2 separate regions of the Zea mays genome follow, and region 1 is linked to region 2. Evidence: chromatin contacts called from public Hi-C data. All regions are on one chromosome and are shown on one strand. The core of a region is the stretch at or near the end of the contact, and the rest is flanking DNA. Distances in the headings are between cores, read along the strand shown. Region 1 holds the start of LOC100285758. Region 2 holds the start of LOC100192654.

Region 1 (6,072 bases), core at 498-2,997, 210 kb before region 2:
CAGTGAGTGTCCCCTGCAGCATATCAAGCCTTTCAGCTAAATAACAAAGAGAGTTAAAAAGAGGAAAGAGACACTGCAGGTAAAGTATCGACGAGGAGTGCTTTTTAATCGAACATGAAAAAGGCAAAACCATATATGAGACAAGATATTATGAATCTATAAAGATCATACTCCCAAGCAAATAGCACAGTTCTTTTGCGTGACTATATTAACTGTGTGAGTTAAGGCATATCTATAGCACCCATGAGCAAATCCCTTACAGGGCTACATCACTGAACAAAAAAAAAGTCAATGTGGAAAATAGAGCAAGGCTAAAAAAGCATACAGATCAGGTACTTACACGATAGTGAACCTTAATTTTGTCTCCTTTGTGTGCTTGCAGCGTACATGACTCAGGCTTGTACTGAAAGGAAGACAAGCAAGAGAAAAATCAATGCCACACAGAACAAAAGGATACCTCCTTTCAAAATGTAATAACAAGAAAACCACAGCCTGTTCTCATTGTTTCATTGTACGGTAATTGTGTAACAATAAGCAGAAGCTGATGACATGCAGTTCTCCACTATCACAATCCCTAACTAACACGTTGGATTGTAACCAAATATTATATTTCTCACTATCATGATCCAATGATTCTTAGTTTTCTGTTTGAACTTTGAACTTTGAGGCATTGTTTGGGTACTCTAGTATTCACCCCTAATTTACACCCTAATCCACCTCAACAAATGTGGATTGGGGTGAATACTAGAGTACCCAAACAAGGCCTGAAGGGGAAGCGATAACCCATAACAGAGGGTATATATATCCTTTGGAGAAGGCCCTAAACAGACAACTTCAGCAGCATTACAATGGTTATCCCTTAAGAGGACCAACTGTGACCGGAGGCCATCAACCATCACCCAGCGTGGTCTAGAATCTTGATATAAGGTACTAGTCCGATAAAGTTCTTTTCCAGAGGTAGCAATATGCAGGGAGACCATCTTTAACACAGGCTAGCCGAGGAAATTTTAGATTAGACCTCTTCTAGATTGACTGTTTGAGCATCGACTACATGAATTTGACTAGCAGAACAGTACCACAATCGTTTCCTGTATTCATCTTTGAGTGACACATATAAAATTCAAGTGAAACTCATTCGATGACTCAAGAATGTTGCGTTAAAGGGGAAGAAAAGGCTACAGATTTTGCAGTCGCAGATCCGTGTGTAGCTCGATATACTAGAATCATCGAAGCCGACCCCTTTCTGAGTTTGAACTCTGCCATCCTTTACTAAGAGATTTCAACTGACGCCCACGAAATGGGAGTCTACAGACTTTTTCGAAGGCACTAATTCACAAAATATTTTTTGCTAAATGAAGAAACCGGCGAATCCAAGATCCGCCAGAATCCGCGAAGACAGCAAACAATTAAACTGGCGAGGAGAGTTGACCGCGGTTACGGAGCACAGACCTTGACGCCGATCTGAAGCTCGGTGACGTCGCCGGACTTCTTGGCCGACGCTGCATACAAATCACAAGCAATGGTTTCAAAAGGAGAGCACGTCAAGGCAAACGGGAAGGAGCAAGGCTGTGAGGGGCGGACGGCTCTGACAAGGCGATCGAGTTTAGAGGTAAAGACCCTGCGTCACCTGTCAGGAGGATGGCCGCGGCGGCGACGGCGGCCACGAGGCAGATCAGCTGCCGCATCTTCCCCATCGCGCTCTCTCCTGCTCGACACAGTCGCTCGCTGGAACCTTCGAGACTTCGACTTCACCAGTGCCGTCCAACAGACGACCGTACGTATTTTGGGTTGGAACCGCTTCTCTGTGGGCTCCTGGCCCTGCCGCATTGTAAGGCCCATTTTTGATAGGGTTGGAGACGTCCACTTTCTTGCTGGGCTGCAAACTTCTCCATGGCCTGAGACTGAGAGGCTGCGACATTGTGAAGGAATGGATACGATTGTTTAGCACGAGTAGGTACGCGGGCGGGATCAACGTATATTTAGTTTAGGAGAGTCGGGTCATGTATCTATTCTATTATTATTTTTGGTAGAATCGCCACATTCTTCATACCTATAATAATTAGGGTTAATTATGATTATGTCTTTCTCTTATCTTACAATTATGATTTTATCCATCATTTTCCAACTTTGTGATTCTACCCCTGTGTTTTGAAAACGAAGTTGTCATTTACCCTAACACTATTAGTGAATATCAGAATGAGTGATTAAAAAATAAAAGGTTAAAATCATGATTACATAATCACAATTAATCCTGAAAATTTTAATATTTTTTTAGGATTAATTGTGATTATACATTTCTGTCACCTTGCAATTGTGATTGGTGGTAGCTGCGCGGAGGATGAAGCAGCCCCGTCGCTTAGGAGGGCTAAAATGGGCGACCGCACAGGGCCCCTATTTTTTGGAGGCCTCCATTTCACGTATATGTATTGTATACTAGCAGCTCAGTCAGCCCATATCCCATCCGATTCTAACTAGTCTAGCCTCTCTCGGTTGGTGGCTTCCATAGGAAGGCAAAGAAACACGCGGCCGCGTACCTGCCCCTTTGGCTTCCATCGCAAAACATCCCTGTCGCCCTGCCATCACCAGCGGCAGCGCCGACATCGCCGTTGAAGAGAATCACCGGCAGCAACGTGTACAGGCTACAGCATCATCACCCTGTCTCCCGCGTGAAGCCAAGTCCAAGTTGCTTTGCTCTGAATTAACTAGCAAGCACGCCAGGCAAGTTCTTTCAACTTTTTTAATCGGCTCTATGCTCTCAGCCTTCAACATGATATATTTGATCCAATCTACACAAGAATCATTTAGGGTAACTATATTGCTTAGATGAGACCCCTGAAGATACTTTTATTGCTTCACAATCTGCACAAGAATCATTTAGGGTAACTTATTTTCTTGCTATTGTTGATCAAGCGATCACGTCACTGACTAGAAGATTTGGGGGCTGTTTGGACAGGCACCTACGGCGCCGCACCACGCCTAAGGTGTGGCGGCCGATTCGGGCGCCACACCCGCGGCGTTTGAAGTGTGACGCGGTGTGGCGGCCGATTCGGGCGCCACACCCGCGGCGTTCGAAGTGTGACGCGGTGTGGCGCCCGGGGCAGGCTTCCAAACAGGCCTTTGAACAATACCAGGGGTATGAAAAGACTTTTGGTTTCTTGTTTACTTCATATAAGTTGCGCTCTTTGGATGATAAGAGATTATTTTCTTGTTCTATGAATCTTGAGGCTACACTCAAAAGTGGAGAACATTCAGATATTGAAGGAAAAGAATTGTTTGTGGAGTTAAAACTCATCCGAGATTTAATTAAGGAATCTATGGGCCCTCTTGACATTTTGAAGCATGTGAAACATTTAGGGTGTTTTCCAATATTGTTATTGCATACCGAATTTTGTTAACAGTTCCTGTAACCGTTGCATCTGCGGAAAGAGTTTTTCTAAACTCAAGTTGGTCAAAACCTATTTGCATTCTACCATGACACAAGAAATACTAGAAATTGAAAGTGATCTGTTGGAGCAGATTAAGTACGAAGATCTAATCGAAGATTTTACCTCAAGAAATACTAGAAGGATTTTTGAAAGGGAAATGTGCCCTTGGGCAATTTCTATTATGTTTTGGTGATTAAGTACACAAACACATTTAATTAGGTTCTTATGTGCTAAATGAAGAGAGAAGTGCAAATCATATTACAAGGTACGTTTCTAGACTTAGTACATTGTTTCGAGTACTAACATATTTTGTCTAAGTACTAGAAACAGGAAGAAAAGAAACCAAAAAGACTTGGCTCGGTGCAGCCAAAACTTAGCTCAGTCTGGCACACCAGACTGTCCGATGGTGTAGGCTGGTCTCCGGTGAACAGGCCGCTCTCGAGAAAAGTTTGGCGGCGTACGACTATAATTTACCGGACTGTCCGGTGAGCCAATGGTCACCAGCGCAACGGTCGGCCGCGCAATTCGCGCGCGACGCGTGGCCCGCGCCAACGGTCGGCAGGGGGCACCGGACTGTCCGGTGCGCCAACCAGCCCGGAGCTGCAACGGTCGTCTGCACCAGAAAAGGAAGGAGATCGGCACCGGACCGTTTATAGTGACTGTCCGGTGCGCCACTCGACAGAAGACAAGGATAACCTTCCTTGTTGATCTTCAACGGCTCCTAGCTGCCTTGGGGCTATAAAAGGGACCCCTAGGCGCATGGAGGAGCTACCTAAGCATTCACTAAGCATCCTAAGACTCCAAGATTCCAACTTCACGCATTTGATTCTTTGTGTTTGCATTTTGAGCTCCATTTGAGTTGTGAACTCCGTGTGTTGCATTTCAAGCTCAAGTCGTGACTTGTGTGTGTGGTTGTGCTGCGTATTTTAGTCTTGTGTGTGTTGCTCTTCCCAACCTTACTCTTGTGCGTTCTTTGTGATCAATCTTGTAAGGGCGAGAGGCTCCAACTTGTGGAGATTCCTCGCAAATGGGAAGAAGACTATAAGCAAGAAAGTCGTGGTATTCAAGTTGATCATTGGAACACTTGAAAGGGGTTGAGTGCAACCCTCGTCCATTGGGACGCCACAACATGGAAGTAGGCAAGTGTTACTTGGCTGAACCACGGGATAAAATCGCATGTCTCTTGTGTTGCTCCTCTCTATGATTATTTGTGTTTGTAAGAGCTCGTTTCAAACTACTTAGCCATACTAACACTTATAACTAAGTTTTGTGGCTATTAGTATTTGATTTTTACAGGATCACCTATTCACCCCCCTCTAGGTGCTCTCAATTGGTATCGGAGCCGTTCTCTTCACGTAAGGGACTAATCGCCCGAAGAGATGGATCCTAAGGGAAAGGGGATGGTGGTCAATGACAAGGAGAAGGAGTCCTTCCTCAATGAGCCTAGAGACGACAAGCCTACAACTCAGACTCAAGTCACAAGAAGAGGATTGGGAAGAAGAGGCGCATCAAGAAAATCGTCTACTACGACAGCGATGCCTCTTCATCTTCACCAAGAGACGACGACTCATCATCGAAAAAGAAAACAGCTAATCAAAATTATTCATTTGATTATTCCTGTATTCCATTCAATTCTAATGCTCATTTACTATCAATTCCACTTGGGAAACCTCCGCACTTTGATGGAGAAGACTACTCATTTTGGAGTCACAAAATGCGTAGTCACCTATTTTCTCTCCATCCTAGTATTTGGGAGATTGTTGAAAACGGAATGCATTTTGATAATACTGACAACCCCGTTTTCATAAATGAGCAAATTCATAAGAATGCACAAGCTACCAATGTTTTGCTAGCATCTTTGTGCAGGGATGAGTACAACAAGGTGAGCGGCTTGGACAACGCCAAGCAAATCTGGGACACCCTCAAGATATCTCATGAGGGAAACGATGCCACCATGATCACCAAAATGGAGTTGGTGGAAGGCAAGCTAGGGAGATTTGCGATGATCAGGGGAGAGGAGCCAACACAGACCTACAGCAGGCTCAAGATCCTGGTCAACAAAATTAGAAGCTATGAAAGCACAAGATGGACGGAGCACGACGGCGTCCGACTTATGCTAAGGTCATTCACGGTAATTGACCCCCATCTTGTAAACCTTATTCGTGAAAATCCCAGGTACACTAAAATGACGCCCGAGGAGATACTCGGAAAATTCGTGAGCGGGCGTATGATGGTAAAGGAAGAGCGATACGTGGATGATGCTCTTAATGGCCCTCTATGCGTCTACGAGCCTCAACCCGTTGCTCTCAAAGCAACAAGCAGCAGGGAGGCGCTACCAAGCAAGGTGGCACAAGTTGAGGCTGCCGGGCTAAATGAAGATGAGATGGCCCTAATCATCAAACGCTTCAAGACCGCACTAAAAGGATGCAAGGAGTACCCTAACAAGAACAAAGCAAAGGGGAAGCGCTCCTGTTCCAAATGCGGTAAGACTGGTCATTTTATAGCATAATGTCCCGATAATGATAATGACCAGGAACAAGAAAAGCATGGGAATAGGGAGAAGAAGAAGGTGTATAAGAAGGCGAAGGGTGAGGCACACCTTGGCAAAGAATAGGATTCAGACTGCTCTTCATCCGACTCCGACGAT
Region 2 (6,009 bases), core at 1,446-3,945:
AGTAAACACATCTTGTTCCTGGGTTAGTTGTAAATTAGCAACATTTGGAAACATAATAAAGTAGCCACATGTCTCCAAACACAATATTCGAACTCAAGGTTGACATGTGCCCTTGTATTCAGGTTGTGATGATTGATTGTCAATGAGTAGTGTCTTGGGTTGAGTCGTGTGGACTAATCGTGGCGTGAGTGTGTTGTGCAACCATGTTTATTGATTTGTGGTGCACAGTCTAGGGGCATGTTTGGTGTGGCCGCGCCTAACCCGCGGCGGCCAAATCGGCCGCCACACCTGCGGCTTGAAAAGTGTGGCGCGGTGTGGCGACGGCTTAGGCGCCACACCAAATATGCCCTAGAGACGGTGGTCTACGACAAAGGTGAAGATCATGTGGGCTCGTGCTGATGGACCGGGAGCGGTGAAGGACGAGTGATGGGTCGTGACTGAGGGACTGGAGAAGCTGAGCGACTAGACGTAGTGGCTGACACCTGGAGGTGCTGACAGACACGAGGACATAGAGGAGTGGATTGTGCCGCCGACGCGGTCATGGACTGGCGGGACATGTGTACAAGATGTGGGGATGCGCACGAGGTGCGATACCCACGGTGGTTTCGATGGTTGAGCCTCAAAACCACCCTATGGTGCAGTTCGCTGGTTTTGGCTGGATTTGGGCCTCAAAACCCGAAGTGCGGTTCCAACGAGAATCAGAGGCGACACGTAGCGTTATCGCGAAGGGTGCGTCGTGGCAAAGCAAGTAACTTTGTGAAGAGCGTGTGGCCGTCAGATCATTTTTCCTAGGAGTTAGTACATTTCACCCCTGACTAAGTGGATAACCTCCATGTATCTACATGTAGTTTAGGAAAATAGAATAGCCCTTTATAAATAGGAGATGGGGTCTGTTTGTTGCAGCTATCTCTCGAGCTTTTATTTTATTTGGCTTTCTTATTGTAGTCGCTATCTAGCTTTCTATTCTCTAGTTTGTAATAGCCCTAATCCGGAGATCCACATATGTTTTGAACTCCTATATCTATGCTATTGAGATTTGGTGTAATCAATCGACACTGGATTGAACTGTATTGAGCTAAGGAGTTTTAGATGTCCCTCGAAGTTAGATTGAGTTTGGGATCAAGTCACGTGTGTTCTTATCACATATCCCCAATGGTTATCTCACCGTTACTTAACAATAAAAGTGCTAATAAAAAGCATGAGCTTTATGACATTTGGATCTATCGGCTCTCTTCGATGTTTGTGGAAATTCCGTAATGTTTCGTGCTCTCGGGTGACTATCTGGACAGGGGAGAGAAGTATGGTGCAGTGGATCATCAAGATGCTGGAAAGGTCGACCCCCATGTTGAGTCAGAACATAGAAGCCAAGGTGGACTTTTTTTTTTTCTGTTGCGCAATTCTTGCAGAATCCAGCCTTTCAACAATTTTCATGCAATCCAATGATTCCAGTATTCCACACCGCTGCCTGCCTGCCTGTGCCTACGTACTCCGTGGCAAGCTAATAAGATAATGGCAAGCTAAAGCACGCACGTCTCCGATGCGCTGCTTGCATGGCTAATAAAATATACTCCAGCAGAGCAATAATGGGAGCCCGTTGAGATCCTGGTCAGCTAAGCAATATGGGAAGATAATGCCTGTGGGCGCGAGGCGAGACTCAGCTGCACCACTATTTTAGTCCTACCTGCCATAGTGCCATGCATATCCCTCTGTCAGCGGCAGCGATGCAAATACCTCTTGATTGGTTGCCGGCAGCCATAGGGCCTTGCTCACGCGGGCCTGCACCAGTGGAAACGGGCGCGAGTTATTTCCCAGCCCATGCAGGCCAAGGAGCGTAAAATAGATTTGTTTGCACCCTCACATACAGGCCCGGGCGCAGCCGTGCAGCCAACCAATCAGAAATGCAGGCGCAGTCAACGCTTGTGAGGAGCCTGAGCGTTGGGAGCTGGGAAACCAATCACACGGTATATAGTGTCCATGGGGGATCGAGCCAGCTAGCCGCTCGGATGTGCCGCCGCCGGCGTCCTGCGTGCGTTGCGTGCAGGCAACTTTTTACTCCTGTGATGAATCCGGATCCTGCTCGATCCGGTGTCATCGGATCTCATCCCATGTCTGTCTCTCTTCGATAGTCCGATCCAGGATCAGCTCGCTGCGTGCGTCGATAAAGCAACCACCGCAACTTCACAGCGGCACCAACAGTCACGAGTCAGAGAGCAAGCATCCAAGTGCAGCAGATGGCGTCGGTTTTTATTTTGACGCTGCCGAAACCTATGCCAGGACAGGACAGTGGAAAGGCGGAGGTGATGACGACGCCGTCGACGCGAGGGATTGTGTACTTGTGTTATGCCAGCACATCGCGCACGGCGTCCCGTCGCGCGGCGTGTCGTTCCCGCCGGCTTCGCTCTCCGTTCCGTTTCCCGTGCGTGCGTCGTCCTCCCTGGTTCTCCCGAGGCGGGGCCACGCCCACGCTGACGCTGGCTGGATCCCACCCGCCCGCATTATCGTCCAGATACCACGACACCTCGCTCCCGCCACGCCGTGGGGCCCATGTTCACGCCCACCTCCCCTGTCCGCATGCTCCGCCTCCTCCGCACGAATCGCGGCGCGCAATCGACAAACTTCATGCCTCCACGTCTCAGCCGGGAACGCTATAATTAGGCCTGCCACCGCCTGCTCGCCTCGCAGAAGCCGCAGCCACGCCCCCACACCAAGCCGTATCGTCTTCTCCCTCTTGTCCGGTTCGGGTGGTCCGCGGTCGGGGTGAGTGAGTGAGCAGCTTTGCTTCTCCATCTCCCCGTTCCCTTCCCTCCCCAGCCCCCCGGCCCGGCGGCGGTACGTGACCCTGACGCCGCAGCGCTAGCTAGCTCGCCGGAACGGCAGGTGGCGGCGCGCGACCTGAGAGCACAGCAGCACCGGACCGGCTCAGGCAGGCGACCGGCAGAAAAGATGGCGGGAGCAGCAGCTGTGGAGACGGCGGCGGCGGCGGCAGCGGCCAACGGAAAAGCGTGCTGCCACGCCGCCAAGGGGCCCGGGTACGCCACGCCGCTGGAGGCCATGGAGAAGGGCCCCAGGGAGAAGCTCGTCTACGTCACCTGCGTCTACAACGGTGCGTGCTTCCTCTGCCTCACCATGCCTGTAGGACTGTAGCCAGGAGGATCCTGCTGCGGACATATGGGGACGTGCGCGTAGATCTTGGATGATTAGTCAGGAGCTCATCAGCGAGCAATTCAATTCGTAACGTTTATTTAGTACAGGATAGGTGGGGTGAAATTGGAAAGCGACCCTTTTATATAATTTAGCCGAGGCTGCACCGGACAAGAATTGTTCCCGCATGGATCCCCAATGGTTTTGGAACTCGATTAAATAGGCCTTTCTCCATGTCGTTTACAGATGAGATGATACTTTCTGTTTCCATAGTTTAAGACTTTACAGGGGTTCACATGGTTTCTACTTTCTACTCCGGGGAACGCCTGCACACAAACCATGTGAACACTGCAGAGATTAGATGTTCGCCTTGTTGTGAATTTTGTATTCATGGGTGCAGTGGGCTACACATGAATTATGCAGGCACTGGAATTAACAAGCCGGATTACCTTGCGACGGTGGATTTGGATCCCAGCTCTCCTACATACTCCCAGGTGATCCACAGGCTCCCGGTCACCCACATCGGCGACGAGCTGCATCACTCTGGCTGGAACTCCTGCAGCTCCTGCCACGGTGACCCATCGGCCAAGCGCCGCTTCCTGATCCTGCCTTCCTTGCTGTGAGTACTGCATCAAATAAATTGAGATGATCAGATGAATATATCAGCTGTCTTACTCGACTGCTGAACTCAGGACTGAGAATCTGTGGTGCCGCTTCAATGGCTATTTGCAGGTCAGGCCGTGTGTATGTCGTCGACACAGCGACAGACCCAAGGGCGCCATCCTTGCATAAGGTGGTTGAGTCTGAGGACATTGCTGAGAATACTGGGCTTGGGTTCCCTCACACGTCTCATTGCCTTGCGTCTGGCGACATTATGATTTCTTGCCTTGGGGACAAGGAGGGGAATGCAGCTGGCAATGGCTTCCTGCTGTTGGATTCAGAGTTTAATGTCAAAGGACGGTAAGTTCTTAACGTTTAGGCCCATCGCTGTTGAAGTGTAACATGTTACTATGCCCAATTACAGAGCATAGCCTGTTATTGTTGAATCACATCATGCTGTTATACACTTTGCCATGTCACAGTAACATAAGAGCACACGATCCAGACTTGTATGATGGGTGTGATTCATGTAATGTGCTCTAAATTAACTGCAGATGTATGGTAAAATTGCTTGACATGTGAAAAACAGACAGATTCATTATGATGATCTCAGTGTCTTTATTACTTATTAAGTTTCTGCTACATGCAGTTGGGAAAAGCCAGGTCACAGTCCCTTGTTTGGATATGACTTCTGGTACCAGCCTCGCCACAAGACGATGATCAGTTCGTCATGGGGAGCCCCTGCAGCGTTCAGGACAGGTTTCGATCTTCAACATGTCCAGGATGGCCTGTATGGAAGGCACCTGCATGTGTACGACTGGCCTGGCGGTGAGCTCAAGCAGACACTTGATCTAGGTGACACTGGACTCCTTCCCCTTGAGGTAATATAATATTAAATAAGTTGAAGCTGCTGCAAGAATAATTTGGCATCGGTCTATATATTTTTACCTTTGAGCTATCATGGTTTCTTTGTAAATGCTACCGGAATATATGGTGCTTCCACCTGTTGTGACATGTTTCTCTGTTTGTTTGTTTCCCCTGCAGGTGAGGTTTTTACATGATCCATCAAAGGACACTGGCTATGTTGGCTGTGCTTTAACAAGCAACATGGTGAGATTTTTCAAGACCGCGGATGGATCGTGGAGCCATGAGGTTTGTTCATGCTACATGATAAGTTCTTTCCCACTTAATGGGCTTGATTTTCCAACTTGCTTACATTCCTATTGCTGTGCTTGCAGGTTGCTATCTCTGTGAAACCACTGAAGGTCCGCAACTGGATTCTGCCGGAAATGCCAGGATTGATAACTGATTTCGTCATCTCTCTTGATGACCGTTATCTCTACTTTGTAAATTGGCTTCATGGCGATATTAGGCAGTACAACATTGAGGATCCCGCAAAGCCTTTCTTGGCTGGACAAGTATGGGTTGGTGGTCTTCTTCAGAAGGGCAGTGATGTCGTCTATGTTACTGATGATGGTCAGGAACAGCAGTACAATGTGCCTCAAGTCAAGGTAATCTCCCCTCTTAAAACCTTCTAAAATACAAGATTTTCATAATTATTACGGTTTGGGTTTTAGTGGTGGTTACGGTTTGTTCATTGTGAAGTTACTACAATCCATTTCTACAAACCTTTTTTTTTTGCATTGCTAAGCTAGACTACTGGCACACTTGAATCCTAACGAAACAATATGGAAATACAATGGAATTTTGATTACTCTGACTCACTGCATGTTTCTTTATAATCAGGGTCATCGACTTAGAGGTGGGCCACAGATGATTCAGCTGAGCTTGGATGGCAAGAGGATATACGTGACAAACTCACTTTTCAGCCGATGGGATGAGCAGTTTTTCGGTGATGATCTTGTCAAGAAGGGCTCCCACATGTTGCAGATCGATGTCGACACCGAGAAAGGAGGCCTGGCTGTCAACCCCAACTTCTTCGTCGATTTTGGCACCGAGCCTGATGGTCCTGCCCTGGCCCACGAGATGAGATATCCTGGTGGGGACTGCACCTCTGATATATGGATCTGAGGTCAAGGATTCGGCGTAATTAACAGGCTGCTGGAGAATCCCTGTTGTTGTATGCACTGTAATTAACATGGTATCCGTGCGGTGTTCTGTCTTGTACTGCGACTGTTGCCAGTGGAATAAGGCATGGTTTCATGAGAACTCTAGATTAATAAAAGAAGTCCTGATTCTAAATTTTCTGATTGTCACTGCTCTGGTTTCTTTATGTTATGTGTCGTGAGGTTTCTGGTTTCTTTCTGT

Evidence for each region. A called contact is a pair of places that touch in the nucleus more often than the background predicts.
Region 1: a Hi-C map of tassel shows a contact between it and region 2, with 2.8 times the contacts expected there. The contact joins the promoter of LOC100285758 here to the promoter of LOC100192654 in region 2. A contact is called at or near these places in 2 of 25 Hi-C or Micro-C datasets (ear and tassel).

The regions. Positions count from the first base shown.
Region 1 is chr3:164,138,288-164,144,359 of Zm-B73-REFERENCE-NAM-5.0, reverse strand. LOC100285758 reads right to left here and starts at 1,747. Exons shown (of 6, transcript NM_001158648.2): 1 at 1,628-1,747; 2 at 1,450-1,499; 3 at 341-403; 4 at 1-13. The coding sequence starts at 1,694.
Region 2 is chr3:163,926,423-163,932,431 of Zm-B73-REFERENCE-NAM-5.0, reverse strand. It overlaps LOC100192654, which reads left to right and starts at 2,695. Exons shown (of 7, transcript NM_001137866.2): 1 at 2,695-3,103; 2 at 3,565-3,760; 3 at 3,874-4,101; 4 at 4,391-4,622; 5 at 4,786-4,893; 6 at 4,980-5,252; 7 at 5,488-5,940. The coding sequence starts at 2,944. The coding sequence ends at 5,772.